Regions from separate parts of the Mus musculus genome. Here all the other regions are linked to region 6. The links are chromatin contacts, called in public HiChIP or PLAC-seq and promoter capture Hi-C maps. All regions are on one chromosome and are shown on one strand. Each heading gives the region's core, a stretch centred on a gene start, on an enhancer-like site or on the middle of the called end of the contact. The rest is flanking DNA. Distances are from core to core; before and after follow the strand shown. Region 1 has its middle 29 kb from the start of Gm35674. Region 2 overlaps Gm35674 (a long non-coding RNA gene). Region 3 overlaps Ica1 (islet cell autoantigen 1). Region 4 holds the start of Nxph1 (neurexophilin 1). Region 5 has its middle 12 kb from the start of Ica1. Region 6 holds the start of Mios (meiosis regulator for oocyte development). Region 7 overlaps Ica1 (islet cell autoantigen 1).

Evidence for each region. Promoter capture Hi-C pulls out the DNA fragments that hold promoters and counts their contacts. HiChIP or PLAC-seq counts read pairs in DNA pulled down with a chosen protein or histone mark.
Region 1: a promoter capture Hi-C map of liver shows a contact between it and region 6, with 2.8 times the contacts expected there. The contact joins the enhancer-like site here to the promoter of Mios in region 6. A contact is called at or near these places in 8 of 39 promoter capture datasets (the HPC-7 cell line, cranial neural crest, embryonic stem cells and 4 more) and 4 of 115 datasets of contacts at active chromatin or transcription factors (bone marrow-derived macrophages, extraembryonic endoderm stem cells, large pre-B cells and 1 more).
Region 2: a contact with region 6 is called in an H3K4me3 HiChIP or PLAC-seq map of stem cell-derived neural progenitor cells, with 4 times the contacts expected there. The contact joins the enhancer-like site here to the promoter of Mios in region 6. A contact is called at or near these places in 7 of 39 promoter capture datasets (HPC-7-derived erythroid cells, cranial neural crest, embryonic stem cells and 3 more) and 2 of 115 datasets of contacts at active chromatin or transcription factors (large pre-B cells and stem cell-derived neural progenitor cells).
Region 3: a contact with region 6 is called in a promoter capture Hi-C map of pre-B cells, with 9 times the contacts expected there. The contact joins the enhancer-like site here to the promoter of Mios in region 6. A contact is called at or near these places in 16 of 39 promoter capture datasets (the 3T3-L1 cell line, 3T3-L1-derived adipocytes, the C10 cell line and 10 more), 3 of 15 datasets of contacts at CTCF or cohesin (the NIH/3T3 cell line, large pre-B cells and pro-B cells), 35 of 484 Hi-C or Micro-C datasets (B cells, CD4 T cells, CD8 T cells and 23 more), 32 of 115 datasets of contacts at active chromatin or transcription factors (the 230-238 cell line, CD8 T cells, the NIH/3T3 cell line and 25 more) and 5 of 9 other capture datasets (adipose tissue, embryonic stem cells, liver and 2 more).
Region 4: a promoter capture Hi-C map of liver shows a contact between it and region 6, with 3 times the contacts expected there. The contact joins the promoter of Nxph1 here to the promoter of Mios in region 6. A contact is called at or near these places in 4 of 39 promoter capture datasets (liver, second pharyngeal arch cranial neural crest and stem cell-derived epiblast-like cells) and 1 of 115 datasets of contacts at active chromatin or transcription factors (bone marrow-derived macrophages).
Region 5: an H3K4me3 HiChIP or PLAC-seq map of the 230-238 cell line shows a contact between it and region 6, with 13 read pairs. The contact joins the enhancer-like site here to the promoter of Mios in region 6. A contact is called at or near these places in 19 of 39 promoter capture datasets (the 3T3-L1 cell line, the C10 cell line, the HPC-7 cell line and 12 more), 1 of 484 Hi-C or Micro-C datasets (LSK cells), 10 of 115 datasets of contacts at active chromatin or transcription factors (the 230-238 cell line, bone marrow-derived dendritic cells, bone marrow-derived macrophages and 6 more) and 3 of 9 other capture datasets (adipose tissue, embryonic stem cells and liver).
Region 7: a promoter capture Hi-C map of the C10 cell line shows a contact between it and region 6, with 6 times the contacts expected there. The contact joins the enhancer-like site here to the promoter of Mios in region 6. A contact is called at or near these places in 19 of 39 promoter capture datasets (the 3T3-L1 cell line, 3T3-L1-derived adipocytes, the C10 cell line and 13 more), 3 of 484 Hi-C or Micro-C datasets (CD8 T cells, bone marrow-derived macrophages and nephron progenitors), 19 of 115 datasets of contacts at active chromatin or transcription factors (the 230-238 cell line, bone marrow-derived dendritic cells, bone marrow-derived macrophages and 13 more) and 3 of 9 other capture datasets (adipose tissue, liver and macrophages).

What each region holds. Positions count from the first base shown.
Region 1 is chr6:8,862,730-8,865,551 of GRCm38.p6, reverse strand. No RefSeq gene overlaps it. Among named protein-coding and RNA genes, the nearest start is that of Gm35674, 29 kb to the left of the region's middle. Within about 2 kb of position 1,486, at least 7 of the 459 cell types and tissues checked have an H3K27ac peak or open chromatin away from gene starts, as enhancers often do. A contact at or near this core is called in liver, where this site is marked.
Region 2 is chr6:8,895,646-8,898,345 of GRCm38.p6, reverse strand. The region is part of intron 2 of Gm35674 (a long non-coding RNA gene); the gene reads right to left. Among named protein-coding and RNA genes, the nearest start is that of Gm35674, 3.9 kb to the right of the region's middle. Within about 2 kb of position 1,270, at least 34 of the 459 cell types and tissues checked have an H3K27ac peak or open chromatin away from gene starts, as enhancers often do. A contact at or near this core is called in stem cell-derived neural progenitor cells, where this site is marked.
Region 3 is chr6:8,731,186-8,733,955 of GRCm38.p6, reverse strand. All of the region lies in intron 6 of Ica1 (islet cell autoantigen 1), which reads left to right. Among named protein-coding and RNA genes, the nearest start is that of Ica1, 46 kb to the left of the region's middle. Within about 2 kb of position 1,280, at least 60 of the 459 cell types and tissues checked have an H3K27ac peak or open chromatin away from gene starts, as enhancers often do. A contact at or near this core is called in the 230-238 cell line, CD8 T cells, the HPC-7 cell line and 10 more, where this site is marked.
Region 4 is chr6:8,948,399-8,951,323 of GRCm38.p6, reverse strand. Nxph1 (neurexophilin 1) reads right to left here and starts at 1,305. Exons shown (of 2, transcript NM_008751.5): 1 at 1,017-1,305. The coding sequence starts at 1,070.
Region 5 is chr6:8,789,413-8,792,294 of GRCm38.p6, reverse strand. No RefSeq gene overlaps it. Among named protein-coding and RNA genes, the nearest start is that of Ica1, 12 kb to the right of the region's middle. Within about 2 kb of position 1,449, at least 8 of the 459 cell types and tissues checked have an H3K27ac peak or open chromatin away from gene starts, as enhancers often do. A contact at or near this core is called in the 230-238 cell line, where this site is marked.
Region 6 is chr6:8,207,672-8,210,496 of GRCm38.p6, reverse strand. It overlaps Mios (meiosis regulator for oocyte development), which reads right to left and starts at 1,270. Exons shown (of 12, transcript NM_145374.2): 1 at 1,086-1,270.
Region 7 is chr6:8,751,696-8,754,531 of GRCm38.p6, reverse strand. All of the region lies in intron 3 of Ica1 (islet cell autoantigen 1), which reads left to right. Among named protein-coding and RNA genes, the nearest start is that of Ica1, 25 kb to the left of the region's middle. Within about 2 kb of position 1,506, at least 46 of the 459 cell types and tissues checked have an H3K27ac peak or open chromatin away from gene starts, as enhancers often do. A contact at or near this core is called in neutrophils, where this site is marked.

The sequences.
Region 1 (2,822 bases), core at 237-2,736, 650 kb before region 6:
ATTGGTGAATAGAGATGCCTACAGCTTATAGTTGGGAAGTATTGAAATAGGCAGGGCTTGGTGTTCCTGGCCTTGGGGTTGGAGAAGACCATGATGAGAGAGAGAAGAAAGTAGCGAGAGATGAGAATGACACCATGGGTTGGGATTCAAGAAAGCATGTCCATGAGAGCTGGCCCAGATGAAACATAATAAGTAGTAACTCTGGGTTAATGGTAGAAAAGTAGATTGTAATAGAGGGTATATATCTGCCCAGCTCTAGTGCTGATTAAGGCTTATTGTAAGTAATAAAAGTTATGTGTCCTTTATTCAGGAACTGAATGATCAAAGGTGGGGTAGAAGCCCAGATTGAGATTATATATTTTCTACAATACAGAAAGGCAACAGATCTATATGTAAAAGTATATGGATCCTTATATAAATCCTGATGAAGCTTGCAGGATCATTTAGCAAGTTGTCAAATGACCAGAAACCCATCTGAGACCTACAGACCAAGAATCTCTTGGGTAATAGGCCACTGAACAAGGAAGGCAGATTACTTAGAAAATTTTTGATTCTGACGATTTCACATATCCTTCCTTAGCTCCAATCCAATAGTCCTATCTGATAGCTATTGAATAATGGAGTTTAAATTATCTTAGACTCTTATCATAGCTTCAGTGGCCATCTTTCAATGTAGTTCTTCCTCATTCCATTCCTATTATAATTTCTAGTGAAAGAAAAATATCAAAAAGTCATTCAAATTCGTAGACTAAAGATATATCTATACTGACAAAGTAAAGTATTGGATAAAATTCATTACCTTGATAAAGTAATGAGCAGGAACAGTCACTGTGAATAATCGAGCCAAAGGAACTTTTTCTCTCAGTGGTTGCTTACTTTGGGGCTGATTTATCCATGTAATTGCCAACGCTTTTCATTTTATTTTGCCCATGTCAACACAAGGAAGTTTCTGCACTTGATTTTGAAAGCTTCACTATTTCATGTCACGTTAGCAAGTGAGACACACATATCCAAATTCTGGATGGGGTTCTTGTGACAAATGACTTCTACGGTTTGCACGTGTCTCTTCAATGACAGCTGTTGGGAAGAAACGTCACTTCCCAGCTGCATAACTTGACCCTTCTCTCCCTTGTGAATTAGGAGGAATTGAATGTTTAGCTTTAAAGTGGCACTTCACACTCCTCTCATTGAGTAACGTAATCATGCCCAGACAAAAAGGAAAAAGAAAAAAAAATCCATCATTGGCAACTGATGGGGAAAACAGTCCTCTCAATGCAAAGATAATAAGCAGAATGTTCCCCCGGTCTTGTTTCTTAATTCTCCTTATTGTATTTTATTAAATGACGCAGTTTGAAATTAAGGCTCTGGCAACCTTTGTGCCTGCATCTAAGAGCCAAACAGAAACACAGTTAAAAGTGCAGTATAAGCCCCTTCCAAAGGCCATCTGCTTTCTTTCTGTTATGAAACGCTAAAGACAATATTTATACCACAAATATAAGCCTGGATTCTGAAGTTGCTTGGAAGCAGGATTAGTGGAGCATTAGAAAACCTGGTTAGGCTTTGTTAATTAATAACTAATCCAGAGCTGGTCATTGTACTCATTCAATTTTTCAAACTTTTGTTCCTCTGTTCTCTTGAAAAACAGTATTCAAGGTTCTCTGTGTACCAGAAATAGTAGGAATGTATTCCTATTTCCACATAATCAAAGAAGAAAATGATTCTAGCATCTCTATCTTGCCAGTCTAGTTAGGTTGCTGGAAGTACTACCATCAAGTCTATAACAAATTTAAATGTCTGTGCTTTGTGTCTACCAATAAACAACCAGAGAAAAGTGAATACTCATTCCGTATCCTATGCAAAAAAAAAAAAAAAAAAAAAAAAAAAATCTAAATATGATTGTGACTTAGGGGAGAATGTGTTTATCTACTATCAATTTTATTGTTAATTTTCACCTGATAAAACATTTTTCTATTATTTTTACCCTTTCAGAATTGGGAAACTAATGATCGTAGCGTTTCTAAAATGTCATTGTGGGTGTTGGAGAAATGCCTCAATGATTAAGAACATTGACTGCCCCTCAAGAGGAACAATTCCCAGAACACACAAAAACTTCAGTAACTCCAGTTCCAGGGGATCCAGATGCCCTCTTTGGCCTCCAGGGCTACTACATGTATATACATGCACAGATAACATGCAGGCAAAACACCCACACACATAAAATTAAAAATAAAGATCAAAATAAATTTAAAATTACTAAGCACCCAATGTCTTCTTAAACTTCTGTTCTGTTTTCCCCATTCTGATCTAACAATCCCATATACCCATGATCCACAGTGAAATGAGACAGAATCATGGAGATTAATTTTATATAAACAAAGGAAACTGCATTAAGGCTAGCAAGTGTGTTGGAATGGGGATATTTGTTTACACAGAGATTCCAGCCACTCCTAACAAATTCATAACTTATATCAAGAAAAAAATAGTCAGGTGGTGCTAACACATGCCTTTACTTCCAGCACTGGGAGCAGAGGCAGGTGGATCTCTGAGTTTGAGACCAGCCTGGTCTATAGAGTGAGTTCCAGGACAGCAAGAACTACAGAGAGAGAGAGAGAGAGAGAGAGAGAGAGAGATTTAAAAAGCCTAAAATATATAGTGATAACTTAGCAATTAAATAAAAAATAGAAAGAAATCCAATGTTAGAGGCTAGAAAAAAAGGACAGTGTCTTTTAATGATATTTGGAGAAAATTAATTCCTAATAATCTAAAATGCTTGGAATCCATGTGGCTTAGAAGAAATGTATTTACAAGTTATGGCTGTGTTT
Region 2 (2,700 bases), core at 21-2,520, 690 kb before region 6:
GTGGATTAAAATGCCTGAGAAACTGGTCTACATCCATAGAGCAGTGGAAAACCAGGACTGGTGGATTTTATGGACCCAAAATGTGTACTGAAGCAAGCATGAGCTGGGGAAAGGACCCGAACTTAGTCCTTTGCTTGAGTGTTAAAATGGATGGTTCTTAAAAAAAAAAAAAAAAAAAAAAAAAAAACATAAAAAATACCATAGCCATGGTAAACATATTTCAACCACTAAATCTCAGATGATGTAAACAAGCCCATTAAAATAACCTTAAATTTTTAGCAAAATAGCAATTAGTCAAGGAATTTTATAGCCTTTTTAGGGGGGTTAATCTTGCTGTTATTGATACTAGGCAGTCTTGGAAACATGATTAAAATCCTAACCTTAGGTCAATAAACACAATACTCTTGATTTCAAGCTTTTCCTTGAGGCAAACCTGACAAGTCCAATACAGACAGAAGCACGGAAGTCGATTATGGGGGAAATGCAAGTAGCCCGTGTGTCTACTTCCTTTTGGTCGTCTTCTCCTTTTAATCAATAACACACTGAGTCTCCAGATTCTATTGAATTCAGTTTACAAAGCCTTTTGTTTTGTTTGTTTCTTGTTGTTGTTGTTCTCACCTGTCGCTAAGAAAAATCATTCATGGCATCGTGGATCTGAACTAGCGGAGACTGCATGAATCAAAAAGGTAAAAAAAAAAAAAAAAAAGAAAAAAGAAAAGAAAAAATGCTCCCTCCCCAGAGAGGCAGCCAGCTGTCTCATTGATTCAGCTCTGCTCTTGGCTGATTTGGAGGCTACCTTGGCATCTGATCCAGAGAGTGCAGTATAATAAGGTACAACAATGGAAACTGTTACCAGGGAGAAACAGAACATCTGGTCTGGAACAAAAGCAGAGTCCATTGCTAAGAACCCGTCTGGACATCATCGTTCGAGCGTGAATATATGCCTGGTCCTGTCACCTGAAAGAAGAGCTCTTTGGAGCCAACTCAGAGAAGAGAACACAGAGCAACAAGGAAAAGAAACCCCAAGGAAGAAATTATGTGTCATTTTCTCAGAGCTTTTGCCTAAATGTAGAATAATTTCCAATCAGTCTTCTGGGAGTTTGATTTTTCAAAACCTGAAATTTGAAACCAGCAGGGATGTACTGGTTTGTGCCTTTTCATTCTGCGGTGTGAGATTTGTGGGATTTTCTGTTTGTTTAGCTTTGTTGGGATGGCTAAAGCGTCCTTTGCCGTCCTGCTGTTATAAGCAGAGCTAATGATTGGCATGCATTTTGTAGAACTATTTTAACTGCCAAGGACCTACTGATGCAGACAGCCACTCAGAGACCAATGAGAAGGGAGCCATACACACCAGCCACGTGCCTCCTCCCAAGCTGGGCGTCTACATGGCCCAGGAGGGGCTTTGGCTGTCCAGGTTGCTTTTTAAGCTTATAAGCTTATTGTTGTTATTTTGGTTGCTGTAAATACTGAGCAACACCTTCAGAAAAGGAGAATCTGACTTCCAATTGCCTTAAAATGCTGATTAAAAGGTGGTGGTGTGCGTAGGGGGGGTGTTTTCCCTGTTGACAAAGGCCCTGTCAAAGTGAGAGCCATTGTACTCAACATAAGGTTTGTGCATTTCATTCTTTTCCAGAACCATCTGTCTGGATTTAATTCACTGATAATTTTATCAGTCTCCCCATGCTTTGCCTGAAACCTCTCCATTGCATTTTTTATTCTCCACAGATGTTAACTCTTTGAATGACAGTCTCAATGCCTTTAGAATTTTGATGAAGACACGCACTCTCTCTGAAGGATCCATGCCACCAGCAGCTCTTCCCCATCGAATACAAGTCCTGGGTTAGGGCACATGCACTTGCAATAAAAGTCTGTAAATTTGTTCAGACTTTCCAACCAACTGATGGAAGAGATGTCCCAAGCTAAAAGATTCCGGTGAAATGAAGAAAACAGGCTAATCTGCTTTGTAGATTTGCCTCATTCTAGTACAGCACTTGGTCTTGCAGGTGTTGCCACTACTTTCCGGTTGAACATAACCCAACCCTCAGGGGAAATGTCTTCCTCAAACTGAAGAATCGTTGCTCTCTTCACTAGCACTGAAACCAGTTCTTGGGCAACCACAAACACCCTGATATTGGTTTTGTGCCTGCAGAATCACAGGTTTCACTGGGACACATCCTTCTAAGATGCAGGAATGAAACAATGGCCAGAAAAGAAAGGGTTGACTCCGTGGTATTCCAAACCCAAGGAGCGTGGCCTGGGAGAATGATGGAGAAACACAGCCCTTCAATTAAAAGAGTAGATGGCACTTTTAAAAATCGAATGCTCAATAATGAAAATGTACTGCTTAGAATCGGAGCTGATGATGACAATTATTATTATTGTTCCTGTGAACAGCAACGTGATATACTAGCTAAAAGTGTAACTCTTCTCATGCAGATTTACTTGTGAGACTTGTGTTCAGTTTTTCTGAGTTTGAAGATTAGTTGTGGCCATAAACCAGGCCTTCAAAGTAGAAAGAAAACAAAAAACAAAAACAAAAAACTCTATTTAAAGCATAGTTTATTAAAGACTTTCAAAGGAGGCACCTAGGGGAGAGTTGATATGAAATGATAAAGGCTACTGTTTGCCAAAATGCCCCTTTCCTCCTGGATCAACATCATTTCCCAGGCCCCCTGTGGCTAGGTAGATGCCAACTGACTG
Region 3 (2,770 bases), core at 31-2,530, 520 kb before region 6:
TGAATGAAGAAAAGAGGGAGAGTTGAGAGAGCAGACGATTTTCTTCTGCCTGTGAGAGCAATATGACCAGCTACTTCAAGCTCCTGCCGCCTTGATTTGCTTTTATGATAGGCTGTGCCTTGAACAATAAGCTAAAAGAAACCCATCCGCCATACAGTTGCTTTTGTCAACAGAAAAGAAACCAAGACAAATAGAAAGGACCTGGACAGAGGGGTGGGAAACAGCAGTGGTTAGCTGAGGAGTCAATGTGGGCAAAGGCCCGAGGTAGAAGCAATAGAACTCCTAGAAGCAGCATCAAGTGATGTAAATGTAGAGACATAGGTGCCTAAGCAACATGGCCTGAGAGACAAGCAAGACTAGAGAAAGAGATATAGATACACAGACACACATGCACATGCGCGAATGCGTGTACGCGCGCACACGCAAACATATTCTAGGCCTTCTAGGATCTGTGAGTGATATATGGTGGGATTCTTAGACCTGTCTGACTCCATTTGAAAGTACAAAATACACACACACACACACACACACACACACACACACACACACACACACAAATCTGTAAGGAGGGAGTGGAAAAAGTGTTGAGAAAGGGATGGGTGTTACAAAATTTGTGTTCACAACTCAGTCAGATGTCATGTTAGAACAGGGAGCAGAAGAGTAGAAACCAAATAAAATATGGCACACCTGGGTCCTGGCAGGATGAAGACCAGAGAGAAACACAGTCTGACCTCTGGTAGACTCAGTAAAGCGTCACTTTGATTACAAAGCCAGAATAAACATAAATGAAAGTCAAATTGGAAGGGAATTTTCACCTCCAACATTGGGTTAATTTCCCCCCCTAGCATTTCTCAAATGTCTTGAAACCTTTTATACAGCACAGTCACGAGTGCGCAAGACAGAGCTGGTGAGTGAAAGTTTCACATAAAACAAAGCAAATGATCTGGCACTCTCTGAAGCCCAGGGGCTAGAGATGGCTCCGCACATCAACATTAGGAGTTGTGACTAAGTGTTCCTGTCAGAGAACTGAGGACACAGAGACCAAAGCTTGCTCCTAGCCCTCTGCAAGAGCCCTGCTAGTCATCTGCTCCTTGTCAAAATGACTCGGAGAAAAGAGATATATGGAGAGTCAGGGCCACATGGAGCAGCTCTCCAGGCTACCTCGTAGGAACCCAAGGGTGGATTTATGTAGGTGGGGCTGCTTGTCCCTGTACTGTAGGAGGCTCCTCCTCACATCATGGTTCACCCTAGTACCACGCGGTATTTTATGAGTGAGGTTAGTGTGTGATATATGTGCCCTTTGAAGGTAGAGTAAGAGGGTAGGATTTAAAAATAGAACCCAGCTTCTCATAGCAGATTACATCAGCTGAAGCTGAGAGCCCAGCAGAGCCTCTGAAGTCTGTGCCCTTGAGAGCCTCTGTGGTCAATTAAGTGTCTTGTTTTTCTTGAACGTCAGAAATGGGATGGGAGGTAATTATTCTAAATGGAATAAAAGCTAGCCTAGGTGTAAGAAAATAGTTCTGAAGCCTCTAAAGAGATAGCATGGAAATGTATATGTGGGCATTTGTAGGACTCAGCCTTTATAGTCAAGGGTGCAGGAACCACTGCCTTAACCTGAGCCATTTACTAAATAGTTTAATTAAATCCTGCAGCATTAGCTCAGTGTTTCATTACAGTAATTCAAAGGGATCTCTGAAAGGCATTCTGGGAACTGTGAGTGATACAGGGTGGGATTCTTAGGCCTGTCTGTCTCCGTTAGAAATACCATTAGGTTGTAGAGCCCTGTTAATCCACTGGTCATGTCATCAAAGGACACGGTACACTAAGGCTTATTAACAAGCATGGGCAGTCTACTAGGTAGGACCTTCCTTAGAGACACCAGTCTGTAGTGACCCTGTGTCCCAGTGGTGACAGTCTGAGTCAAAGAGTTTGTTCTACAACTGATAAACAGCAGTATTGGTAATAGATGTTTCATTTTTTTTTCCCCTGTGAACAAAGACTTGGGTTAATTAATTTGACAGTTTTATTAATTACTGCTGAAATCGTTGGTTCTTGTCAGAGGTCAGGCTCTTTCAGCAATTGAGGGCAGGTCCCCGGGGAGTCGAGCCTCTAAGTATTACAGGCTTGCTCCACTCCCCTTTCTCCTGGCCCTGTGATAGAGGCCTTCAGGGTATGCCTTGCATCTCCACTCTGTGGATAAAACCAGTTTGTACTTCCATTCAAAGCCTGAGTAGGTCTGAGCCCCACCAGCAGCCAGGGTTGACTGAATAGGTAATCTTTTGTTTGGTCTGTACAGTGGGCAGATGTTAAGTAAGCAGAACTTTAACCTTCCTGGGCTTTTCTTTGTTCCTGTTTAAAAAAAAAAAGGGGGGGGGGCGCGCGCCTGACTCCATTGTCTCTTCTGCCTCTGCTCATTGTACAATTCTACATATGGGTTGAGCCCTTTTATGAAGTGAGGTGAAAATTCTTTTTATAAAGTTAATGCTCTTTTAAAATGTATCTGTTTCATAGTTTGTAGTGTTTGTTGGTTCGTTTTGGTATGTGCCCGTGTTTGTTTGCTTTAGATGTCTGACTGGAGCAGTTGTTATTTGTGGGTCCCCCCAAGCACAGTGAATCTTGCTGCCAAAATGCCACAGGAAAAGCCTAAATTTTCACATGGTACAACTTGGAAGGGAACTCATAATTACGGGCTGGCTTTCGACTCTGGCTCTCCTAGGATGAGGCCTTTGGGCCTTGGTGTCTCTGTATTGGTTTTTCTCCCTCCCTGCTT
Region 4 (2,925 bases), core at 56-2,555, 740 kb before region 6:
CTCTTAGTCCCATTTATCCAGCCGGTTTAGAAAACTCCAGCTGCTACCGCAGCGCCTGCGCTCCTCGCCCCTCCACAGAACACCTTGAGTTTTCGGTGCACTCCCGTGGCCCGGAATCTGCTGTGGAGTTCAGAACACTAGGCTCAACCTCGCCGGCAGAACGCGAGTGTCCCTGGCCCTCTGAGAAATCAAACGCGGAGAAAATATCACACTCTCCTAGGCTCGCGGTGATGCCCACAACTCCCTAGCCACACAGAGCGATTCTCCCCGCGTCGGTTCTAAGATTGTGTCAAGTCCAAACCTCCGAAAACTGATTCTGGAGGAACCTGGACAGGACAAGATTCTCTCCCTAGTGACAAGGCTTGCCATTCCCTAAAAAGAAACCCCTCACTGAAACTATGCTTCTGTTATTTAATGGCAACTGGACCTTGGAAGGCGAGAGAGGGTTATGTTTGCAGGTGTATCTCTGACCTAACTGCCTGGTCGTTTGCTATGTGTCTGGCGGATAAACTTACACCAGCTGCACCCCTGTAAGTCTCAGGGAGTTACCTGCACTTTCTTGATGTGCCACAAACCCAAATTGGGGGCGCTGGGGCAGTGGGGCAGTGAGTAGATTCCTGTTCGGCTCTTCAAGCCCACCTCCACCCCCTTTCATTTAAACTAGGTGGGGGAAGAAGTGCTGCTAAGAGTTTCATGATTCCCAATACCTTTCTTCTCCCCTTCCTCCCAAGGCATCCTCGCCTACTACCTCCTGGTTTCTGGACCTGTAAGGTCCTGTTAAGAATCATGATCCGGGAGACGGAAAATAGAGCAAAAAATGAGGATGAGAGCCTGAAAAACTCTCGCAGGAATCCAAACCAAAGCTTCCCAAAGTTCTTCCACTCTCTGGGAACACTCAGCTCTCACTGAACTGGCGGCCTCGCCCTCCCGCACCCCCCCCCCTCTCACCCCAGTTGCTTGGCCTCCAGGCTAGGGAGGTATCTCAAAGATGCCGGACCGGACCGATCGCCACTTACCAAGTAGACGGTGGGCTGCAGGAGGAGAAGAACGTACCAGCACGCAGCCTGCATCCTCCCTCCTCTCAAACTTCCTTGGCGGTGCCTTGGCTGAGTCTTTGTTCCTTCAAAAACATAGATCCACCTGACATCCACTTTACAGAGCAGGGAGCGCTCTCAGCAGCCTAGATACAAATGAAATTAGACATCCCATGACCACGCGGACAAGGCTGACGATCAAGCGAGGGGAAAGGGGCTCTTGGTGTGGAGTGATGGAGTCAAAAAGCTTGGAAGGGGGACGCAAAGATTGGAAAAGCGAGCCAATCCAGCTCCAGGAACAAGCGAGTGCGGTCCGCAGGCGGGCGGGCGAGCGAGCGGGCGGGCTTGAGCGGTGGCAGGGGGTTCCCAGAGCCCGGCGCGTCTCGGAAGCCAGCGCCCGAACGGCGGAGGCCAGAAGGGGTTAGGCACAGAGAGAGCAGCTCACAGGCTGGTTAGGAGGCCAACTGTCTCTGGCAGCCAGACCTGCCCTAGTGTTTGAAGGCGGGAGGCTGGGACTAAAGGCGGCGGCTGGTTCTTCGCCAGCCCTGGCAGGGTTCACACACGTACACAGCAGCAGAGAGAGATAGCAAAAGCAAGCGAGCAAGAGACTGAGAGAGGGGGGTGCGGGCAGGGCAAGGGTAGGTAGAACTGACCCGGATTAGGTACCCGTGAAATGGGGGTGGGGAGGGGGGTGCAATTTGCATATAGGAAAGCGGGGCTCAGTTTACCCATTTGAACCTCCTGAAATACAGATAGACACCCACAATCACATCCCTAGCACTACTTTTTTGAACGAAGGGGCACAGCCAGTTGCTAACTTCTACAGTAGAAACCTGTCTGGGACTCTGAGGGTCACCTATTAGACATGCCTTATGCCCAAGAAGAGTTTCACCCCGCTGTCCCTTCCTGGTGATGACCACCACCCTGCCCCAACGTGTCCCTGCCAAGAACGGTGGAGGCGACCGGTACATACCGCACAGGACTGGAGGCAAATGCAGCGAGCAAGAACCGCTCTGAACAGGCTCCATGGAGGAGCTACTACGGCCTGGAGTCTCCAGCGCCCGGGACGTGCCCTCCCCGGAGCTCCGTCTCCATGCTCGGGCGAGGACAGGTCCAGCTGCCTCGTCCAGCCTTGGCGGAGTCGTTGTCCCAGTGCCCGGGTCGCGATCCGGATTGGTCCGCGGGAGCCTAGGCTTGGCACAGTTGAATTCCCGGTGCAGGAAACTTAAGAGGCAAGAGAAGGAGGGGCAGGTAGAGAAGACGACGGAGGAAGGAAGAAAGGGAGGGAGAGAGACGAATGCGCCCGGTTGCTGCACCCGACCGACCCGGACTGCCTGTGTTGGCACTGACACCAGCAGCCTAGGACTCCCGGATTTCCGCGGTTGCCAGAGGATAGAGAATGACTTAAGGGGAGGAGACTGGGCAAGTCCTCCGGACTTGAACTTGAGCGATAAGACCCGAACCTTTCGGAAGAAAAAGAAAGCCACACAACAGGCGCGATGAGTCCCAGTTTCAGAAGGGGTGTGGTGACGAAATTTTGGAAGCTGCAAGCACAGGAAGCAGCCCCAGCTTTACCAGCAAGGCTGGAAAGCCCCAAGGCGACTAAGGATTGGTGTCGCGGGCGCTGTCCGAGGTCCTGCCCGGCCACGGGGGGACGCTCCGCAGAGCGCGGTTTCAACTCCCCGCCGCGACTGAGCGGTTTTCTCTTCCCGGTCGCGGCTGGTCGAGCCTACAGCCGGGACACCAACAATTACATTGACACGTGGGTGAACGACTCCTCAAAGACTAATTAATACCGCGTGTAAATAGATTCCACTCTCAGGCTCTCTGCGGGCCTCCTGGCCCTCAGGGAGGAATGAGCCCTGCTTGCGTCTCTGGTGGCCAAAGCACC
Region 5 (2,882 bases), core at 200-2,699, 580 kb before region 6:
GATCCTTTGAGAGGTTATTAGCTTTCTGTCTACCATACACCGTGAACCCTGAACTCAGTCTGCCCATCTTGGTAGAGCTCCTAGTGAGAAGCAGAGCTATACCCTACAGGGAATAACAGACAAAAGTGTCCACCCGCAGTGTGCTCCTATTTTGATGACACCTCCAGCATTTTCCGTGCAGAAATTCTAAGGAACAGTAACTAGGGTGGAAAGGCAGAGAGCCCCATTATTTGGGCAGAAAACTAAGTGGGTGCAGTAATGAAATAATTACCTTTCTCTCCATGCAAATAAGCCACTTCTCTCCACCGTATTTTCATTTTGAAATGAAAGGGAGTTCATTTTAATTAAGGAAAGTTAATGCTAATTAAACATGTGTTCTCTTTTCATATGCACAAGCAAATTTGCTTAAAGATCTCAGCAGCTCTGCAGAAAGCATAACAAAAGCATTGTTCTGCTACATGCACAATTCAAATTACCACAGAAAATAAACTCAAATTGGCTAAGATGCTTAGTTCTCATTCTTGAACGTACAGTTTCTTTAAAACTATAGTAGATTTGGGAAGGAGGCCAAATGATTTTTCTAATAAACTTTGACCCTTATTTAAGTTTGTAATGCCAGTAAGAATCAGAAAAAAAAAAGGTTTTAATGATATTTTTAATTTTCTAAGCTTCATTCTTACAGTTTGCTTAATTTTAATCCACCAACTGTTTTTAGTTATTAGTACTTTGGGCCTTGGATATATGAAACTACAACTGTCTACCTGGTGGGTCATTTATAGTTTAATTTTCACTAGAAAATAAATTCTTCAAAAATGGTTGAGGGTAATGGGAATTAAAATATTAAACATATGTAGTGATTCCTTAATACAGATTGCATTATATATAAATTAGTAATATAGACATTATGCATGTTGATATTTTTGAGAGAAGAGTCAGTAAAAAAGTCCATCTATGTTGAAGTTGAGACATGAATGTGAGAAAGACTTGTGATGGGGATGTGGGGAAAATAAGAGAGGTGAAGGGACAGTAATCAGAAGGTGGTATATACATTGGAAGTTGACTAAAAAAAAAAAATGACTATAAGGAAAAAGATCATGAAGCCTTCCTTCCGAAAAACTGATTTTCTGTATAGATTAGTTGCATGAGAGACAGGAAGGTGTGTGTGTGTGTGTGTGTGTGTGTGTGTGTGTGTGTGTGTGTGTGTGCGTGTGTGTCCATGCCTTTAGAGGCCAGAGCTCCAACTCAGGTGTCACTGATCAGGCCATGTCCACCTTCTTTCTTGACATAGGACATCTCACTGTTCTAGAACTCACTAATTAGGCTAGGTCCAAGAGTCCCAGGAATCCATTCTCCCAGCACAGGAGTTAACAAACGCACACCTCCCCCTCGTTTTCACTTGGGCACTGGGGATCACATTGGATCCTTGTGGATAACTACTTTACCAACTGAACTATGTCCTCAGCCAGTGTATAAACTCTTTTTATAAGCAAACCACTCCCTCAGAATGGCTCATATGTGAGTGCTCTCTTTAAGAATTAAAGAAGAAATCTTGGAGCTTGATGCTGGAATTCTTGGTTTGTTTTCCTTTATGAGGATCAGGGTGGGAACTTGGCTACTTGTTTTTATCTCCAGAGAGAAAAGCTTCTTGTTGCTATTTAGCCTGGTACCATAAATGTGTCATTCCGAGTAGATACATATTTGAAAGGATTTATCTTAGCTACTGTTCTGTTGCTTGAAGACACTGCAGGACCAGTGCAACTCCTTTTTAAGAATTGTTTTATTTATTCACATTCCAGTCACTGCTCCCCTTCAGTTTCCCCTCCACAGTTCCTCTCCCATTCCTCCTCACGCACGCACGCACGCATGCACGCACGCGCGAAGAAAGCCTACCCCTTCCCTGGGACCTCAAGTCTCTTGAGAATTAAGCGCATCTTCTCTCACTGAGGCCAGACCAGGCAGACCTCTACTATATATGTGCCAGGGACCTTAGATCAGCCCATGCATGCACCTGGTTTGTGGCTCAGTCTCTGGGAGCTCCCTGGGGTCTGGGTTAGTTGAGACTGCTGGTCTTCCTGTGGGGCCACCCTCCCTTTCAGCTTCTTCTTCAATCATCCCTGTAATTCAACCATAGCAGTTCCAATAGTAGGGTGTAAGTATCTGCTTTTGTCTGTCAGCTGTTGACAGGGGCTCTCAGAAGGCAGCCATTCCAGGTTCCCTTCTGCAGCATCATAATGTAGTAGTGTCAGGCCTTAATGTCTTGGTTTTCAGCCATTCAAGTTTCTTCTGTTGTGAATTTTCTGTTTAGCTCTGTCCTTCATATTTTAATTGGGTTATTTAGTTTTTGGAGGTTAACTTCTGGAGCTCCTTATATATTTTGGATATTAGCCCTCTGTTGGATGTAGGGTTATGAAGATCTTTTCCCAGTCTCTAGGTTGCTGATTTGCACTATTGACAGTGTCTTTACAGAGGCGTTTCACTTTCATGAGGTCCCATGTATCAGTTGTTGATCTTAGAGCCTGAGCTATTGGTATTCTCCTCAGGAAATTTCCCCCTGTGCTAATGAGTTTGAGGTTCTTTCCCACTTTCTCTTCTATTAGATCCAGTGTATCTGGTTTTGTGTGGAGGTACTTGATCCATTTGGACTTGAGCTTTGTGCAAGGTGATAAATACAGATGTATTTTAATTTTCCCACATACAAACCACCAGTTAGACCAGCACCATTTGTTGAAAATGCTTTTTTCCACTGTATGTTTTTGGCTTGTCAAAGATCAAGTGTCCATAGGTGTATGGATTGACTTCTAGGTCTTTGATTCTATTCCATTGATCACCTTGTCTGCCTCTGTACCAATACCATGCTATTTTTATTACTATTGCTTTGTACT
Region 6 (2,825 bases), core at 21-2,520:
TGGGTAACATCTAAGTAATTTCCACCACACAAAGTTCTAACACCAACTCATCACAGTTGAGTTCTCTGCTTCATACAGATGTTGTTGTCCCTATTTAGTTCTTTCAACCAGTCCTGGAAGTGAATGCTTTCAGATGCTGGAGACAACTGCCAAATCCATGGAGGGGCTAAGAGATGGCAATAATTTAGGTCCTCACCTTCAAATTTAGTCAGTGTTCATTTCCCTTCAATGGTTCCCCACAAGTCACCACCAGAACATGGGTAACACTATCCAAAAGAAATTTAGTGAACCACCACTTATAATTCTCTAGCGGGCACATTTCAGAAGTAGCAAACGAAATTTAGAATATCTTTTAATTTAACCTATCAAATAAGAAATAATTTAAAATATACAACACTGTAAAAAATACGAAAGTTTTTATATTTTTATTAAATCTTGGGAATCCAGTCTATACACTTACAAAGCATCTTAACCCCACGTGGCAACTGGGCACACATTCAAAACACTGTCATAACGCAAAACATACAATTATATGGTCTGTCGTCTTTCTTTCCGCGCTAAGTAAACGATAGCAGTTTCAGGAAATTTGGAGTACTACCATCTCCACAAGACATTGCGCATCTATATTTTCGTTAAACTATAGTTATTCAAAAAAGCCAACAAGAGCAGTCGTTTGCTGAGCCATTCCTCTCAAGGAATTTGCATTATTCGTGTCGGTAGGGAACAGAGCTCACGGGGGTGACAGGCCCTTTAACAAGGATTTGATTGGGTACAACTGGAACTCATCGTGTTGTTATTCCGGGTAAACCAGGAATCTGATCGTGACTCCCACGGTCCAGACACCTGGCTGAGCCGCTGGGCGGCGGGGGACGCGGCTCCGCACTCCCGGCGCGGCCGCACGGAGGACGGTCGCCACGCGGCCGCGGGACGCCCCAAGGCTCCACACGAGGCCCGCCAGCAGCCCGGTGCCGTGACCATCGCACTGATCGAGCGGAACGCCACCCGCCGGCGAGGCTCTGAGGAAGCGGCCGCGGCTGCCACCCCGGGCCTCACGCAGACACCCGCTCCGGGCCGCACTCACTGACCTGAGGAGGTGGCCTGTCGCCACACAGACGTTTCCGGCCTGTACGCCGCCCCTCCCGCCGCGGGAGACGGGCGCGGGCAAGATGGCCGCCGAAGCACGGGCGGTGACCCGGGCCACCCGCTGGGCCCCCGACCAAACCACCCTGCCGCCTCCGAAGCAGACCTCCTCGCCGCGAGCCCCGCCTTCCCCTCGCCCGGCACCGCCCCGGGGCGGGGCCGCCGCGCGGAGACCCCGCCTTCCTCCCGAGCGCTCCGCGCTTGAGTTGAGCCCCTTCCGTCGCCCTCTTGTGGGCAGGGCCACAACCTAGAGTCCCCGCCTCCCTCTCGAGCGCTCCGCCCAGTGTGGGCCCTGCCCCGGGACCCCTCTCCAGCAAGCCAGCCATTCTTTAACCCTGCTCTCATGGAATTTGATTATTTCTCTGAAGCCAGCTACCATGGTCGTGGTGGTACACACATTTTAGCATATGTGAGACATTTTAATTTCCACTGAACAGAGAGGATGGGCGATTTCGTAAAAACTTAAGGATTTGGGGCTCATAATTCGATTTCAGTTATTCCAAAAAGAGGTCATGAATGCCTTGTTGAGTCACACCGTGTTGGGATATAGGAATGAGAAAAAAAAAAAAAAAAAAAAAAAAGACCCTTGTAGGAAACAGGACAAAAGAGTGATGGCTTTTTTAAGCTACCTGGGAGAGCACCTCCCTCAGGTTGGGTGGGGCATCAGAAGAACTTCCTTGAGGATCACTAGACTAAGAAAGACAAACATGGATTGGTCACAGAAAAGTTAAAGACGGAAACAACTGGAAGAGAAAGGCCTTCTAGAACTGAATACTGTGTCAGGAAACAGGATACAGCAATGGGAAAGCAAGTCTCTCATTTACCTGTGAGTTTGCTTATGAAGTCTCAGTAACCACTGACCAGTCAAAGCCTGAAAATATTAGGTGAACGATTCGAATTAAAGAACACCTAAATTTGAATTTTAGAATGTTATGAAATCTTTCTGAGTCCTGTTCAGTCCGATCCTGAACATCATTCAACTACCCATAGTCACAGTGTACCCAAGCTGCAATCTGGGCCATCAGATCTGTCTGTCAGTGCTCACCTTCAAGTGACCCTTACCAAGTAGCAGCATACTACAATACATCACAATACATCAATCACTCCATTTTGTCTTAACATGTAGGTATTGACAAATCATGCTTATAAGCATGAGAGAGAGAGAGAGAGAGAGAGAGAGAGAGAGAGAGAGAGAGAGAGAGAGATTCACATATGATTTATTATAGTGCTGTTGGCCCTCCAGATCCTCTAGCTCTGCCTGTGCAGGTTCAACCACCACAGATCAAAATGTTTTTAAAATTGGGTATGGTAGTGTTCGTCTATAATATCAACACTCCCGAGGTTGAAGCAGAAGGATCAAAGAATTAAAAGATAGACTCAACAATATACTGAGTTTGAGCTAGGCTAGCTACATGAAAATAACTTTCTCTTATGTCTGTCTGTCTTTCCATACATATGTGTGTGTGTATATATATATATATATATATATATATATATATATATCAATCAAACTTGTACATTTTCCTTGTCATGTTTTACTATAAAATGTAGTATAGGAATTCTTTACATATCATTTATAGTGTGTAACTATTATAAGTAATGTAGAAATAGGTACAGAGAATGTATGTAGGTTATATGCAAATAACACCAACTAAGATAAAACATTTGAGCATACATGGATCTTA
Region 7 (2,836 bases), core at 257-2,756, 540 kb before region 6:
TAGGATCAGGTCAGCTCAGTACTAGCATATTTTTTAATCTACAAACTCTCCCTTGCATGTCTCTCTTCATGGGTTGTGTTTTCAAGCACTAAGTTGGAATGCATGAAATATCGTAAATTTAAGTAAGCGTTTGTTGAAATACCAAGCACAATCAAAGATTTACTCATTACATTTCAGAAACCACAGTTGAACACTCAAGCCAGGCAAATGTTTAGTTAACAGCAAACAAAATGACCTGTAAGGTAGATTCTAGAAATACTGGTACTAAGCCATGGAAAATTCTAGAATGAATTAACTAAGCAGATATTTAGTTAATCTGTGTAGCAAGTGTTTTAATATCAGGTTGATTACTGGGTTAGTATGATGAATAAAAGGCCTGCTGCATTATTGTCTTGCTGAGCATTTTTGCTTTTAGTTCTCATTACAACTTGAAAGCAAACATCAGTTCTGTGAGTGACAGGGCACTGGGAATAATAGTGTGGTCAATGGACGATAGTCTATAGGGTCTCTAAGTTTACTATGGCAGCTAAAGTTAATGAGCTGAACATTAATGAGGCTGCGATTAAAAGCTCAAAATTTCCAAGCCTTCTCAAGAGTCTTGAAACCTTAGCAAAGGGCTCAAAGCACATACAGGGTAGCTGTCAGTTATACAGGATGGCCTTTTGTGTCTATGAATCTGAGGGCAGAGGCAGATCCAGAGAAAGCTGCAAAGCTTTGTTAGGAGAGATGGGCTGGCCTTGAGACCGTAGATGCCCTGCCCTGCACAATGGGATCTGAGCTACTGTTGCCTTTGTAACAAGAATCCTTAAGTGTTCCAGCTACTATGGGGGTTAAATTAGATATGATTCCAGTAATGCATAGAATTGACTGAGTGTTTGTCATGTCTTGACAGCCTAGTACCAGAATGTTCCTGATAGACCTGACCTCTGCCTCCTTCCCCTGGGTTCTCCTCTCCTCCCCTCTCCTCTCCCCTCCCCTCCCCTCCCCTGCCCTCCCCTCCCTTTTCTCTTCCCTCTTCTTTTCCCTTTTCTCTTTTCTCCCATTCTTACACTACTCACACCACATTACAGACACTAAGGTCTTTTCTCAGATCTCTCGGTATAACCAGCTAGTTCAGGCTTGTCAAAGCCATTTCCTTGCTCTGCCTGGACACTTTGCCCTGTATCTTTCCTTGACTGACTTGATCTCATAGTTCTCACATCCTAAAGGTGAAAGTCCCTGGCTGTCTACCCACAGACTGGCTGCTCACTGCCACATGGCCTGGCTTCCTTTCGTATAGCGTACTTATTTCTGCAACAGAAACCCCTCTGGTGGGTAATGCACTATGAGATGGGGCTAAATCCTCTCATGCGCAGTCCTTGGAAAAAGTCTCAGGTGTGAGTTTGTTTGCCTGCCTCCTTGCCACAAAGAGGTCAAATTCCAAGTTAGCTCTTACTCACCACTGTGCTCCCAGCCTGTCCCAGGCGCAGTTTCAAACTGAATGACTGTGTAAATACTCACTCTATGTATGTTAGTACAGACAGTCTCAGTTCTCGACCATTTCTCTCTGCCACTGGAAATTGTGAAACAGAAGCCATGGGGTTGCTGCTTCTGAAGAGGTTCACCTTAGAACAGGGTAGAAAGAGGAAATGTCTTTTCTGATATTTGTATTGTAAATACAGTTTAAGCCATTCGAAGCTGAAGCTGTTTGTTTGTTTTTTGTAAACAATCTAGTAAATACAAACATTTATCCAAAAAGTAATTAAAGCTTGGCATAATGGTAGTCCTGTAATCCCAGGAGGTTGAAGCAGGAGGATTACCCATTTGGGCTTCACAGCAAGAACCTGTCTTAAAGACATAGTCATTTAATATTTAATTTAATTTACTACTCTCTTAAACATCTGGAGGTCCTTGCGGCAGCACTTTTATTGATGCAAGTATGCTTTCATCTAAGTATCCGCTGTCATAGGCTATGCATCCAGCAGATCTGGACTTAGTGTTTTGTCTACCCAAGGGATTTCTGTTGCAAAAACATTAATATAGGTACAGATGCGTAGAGAGAGTGGGTTGACCAGTTAGAACATGAGAATTATATGCAAGCTGTCATGGAGTGCTCTTACACTGGATGGCCTGTAGAAGGCTAATTTACTCTGCTGGCCCAGAAACGAAGTGCCCATACAAAGCTTTATTAGGGACTGTGGAAATGTCTGGTGCATAAACACATGGACCTGAGGTTAGATCTCCAGCACTCATGTGAGTAGAAATTCTTGTTGTACAAGCCTGACAACACTAGTGTGATCCCCAGAACCCACTACACTAGGGAGAACTGACTCCTCAAGTTCTCTTCTGACCTCCACCTGCACAGTATGTTACACCATATACACACACACACATACACACACACACACACACACACACACACACACACACACCATACATACATACATACATACATACATACATACATACATACATATACACACACAATAGTATTGACAAATCAAATCAAATTTTAAAATAGGGTGATTTACCACAAAGGAAGTTATACAACATTGACCTCTACCCTCCTTATATATAAATACAAGACATTGAGAAGTTAATATATAAATATTATGTTCAAGTTTAGTTTTTTAATAGCTTCCAGGACTCAGTGGACTATTTCAAAGATGGAAATGTTTGCTTTGAATATAAGTGCCTGAACTCACAGAATGAAACATCCCAAAGCTGCATTTTATTGCACCTCACCAATACCTTGATTTTTAAGAGGTCAGTAGTAAGAATGGGCCACATCATTACTCTTGGGTTCAAAAGTTAGAATTAGAACATCTCTGTTCTTACCCAGATGGCGTGTGGCCCA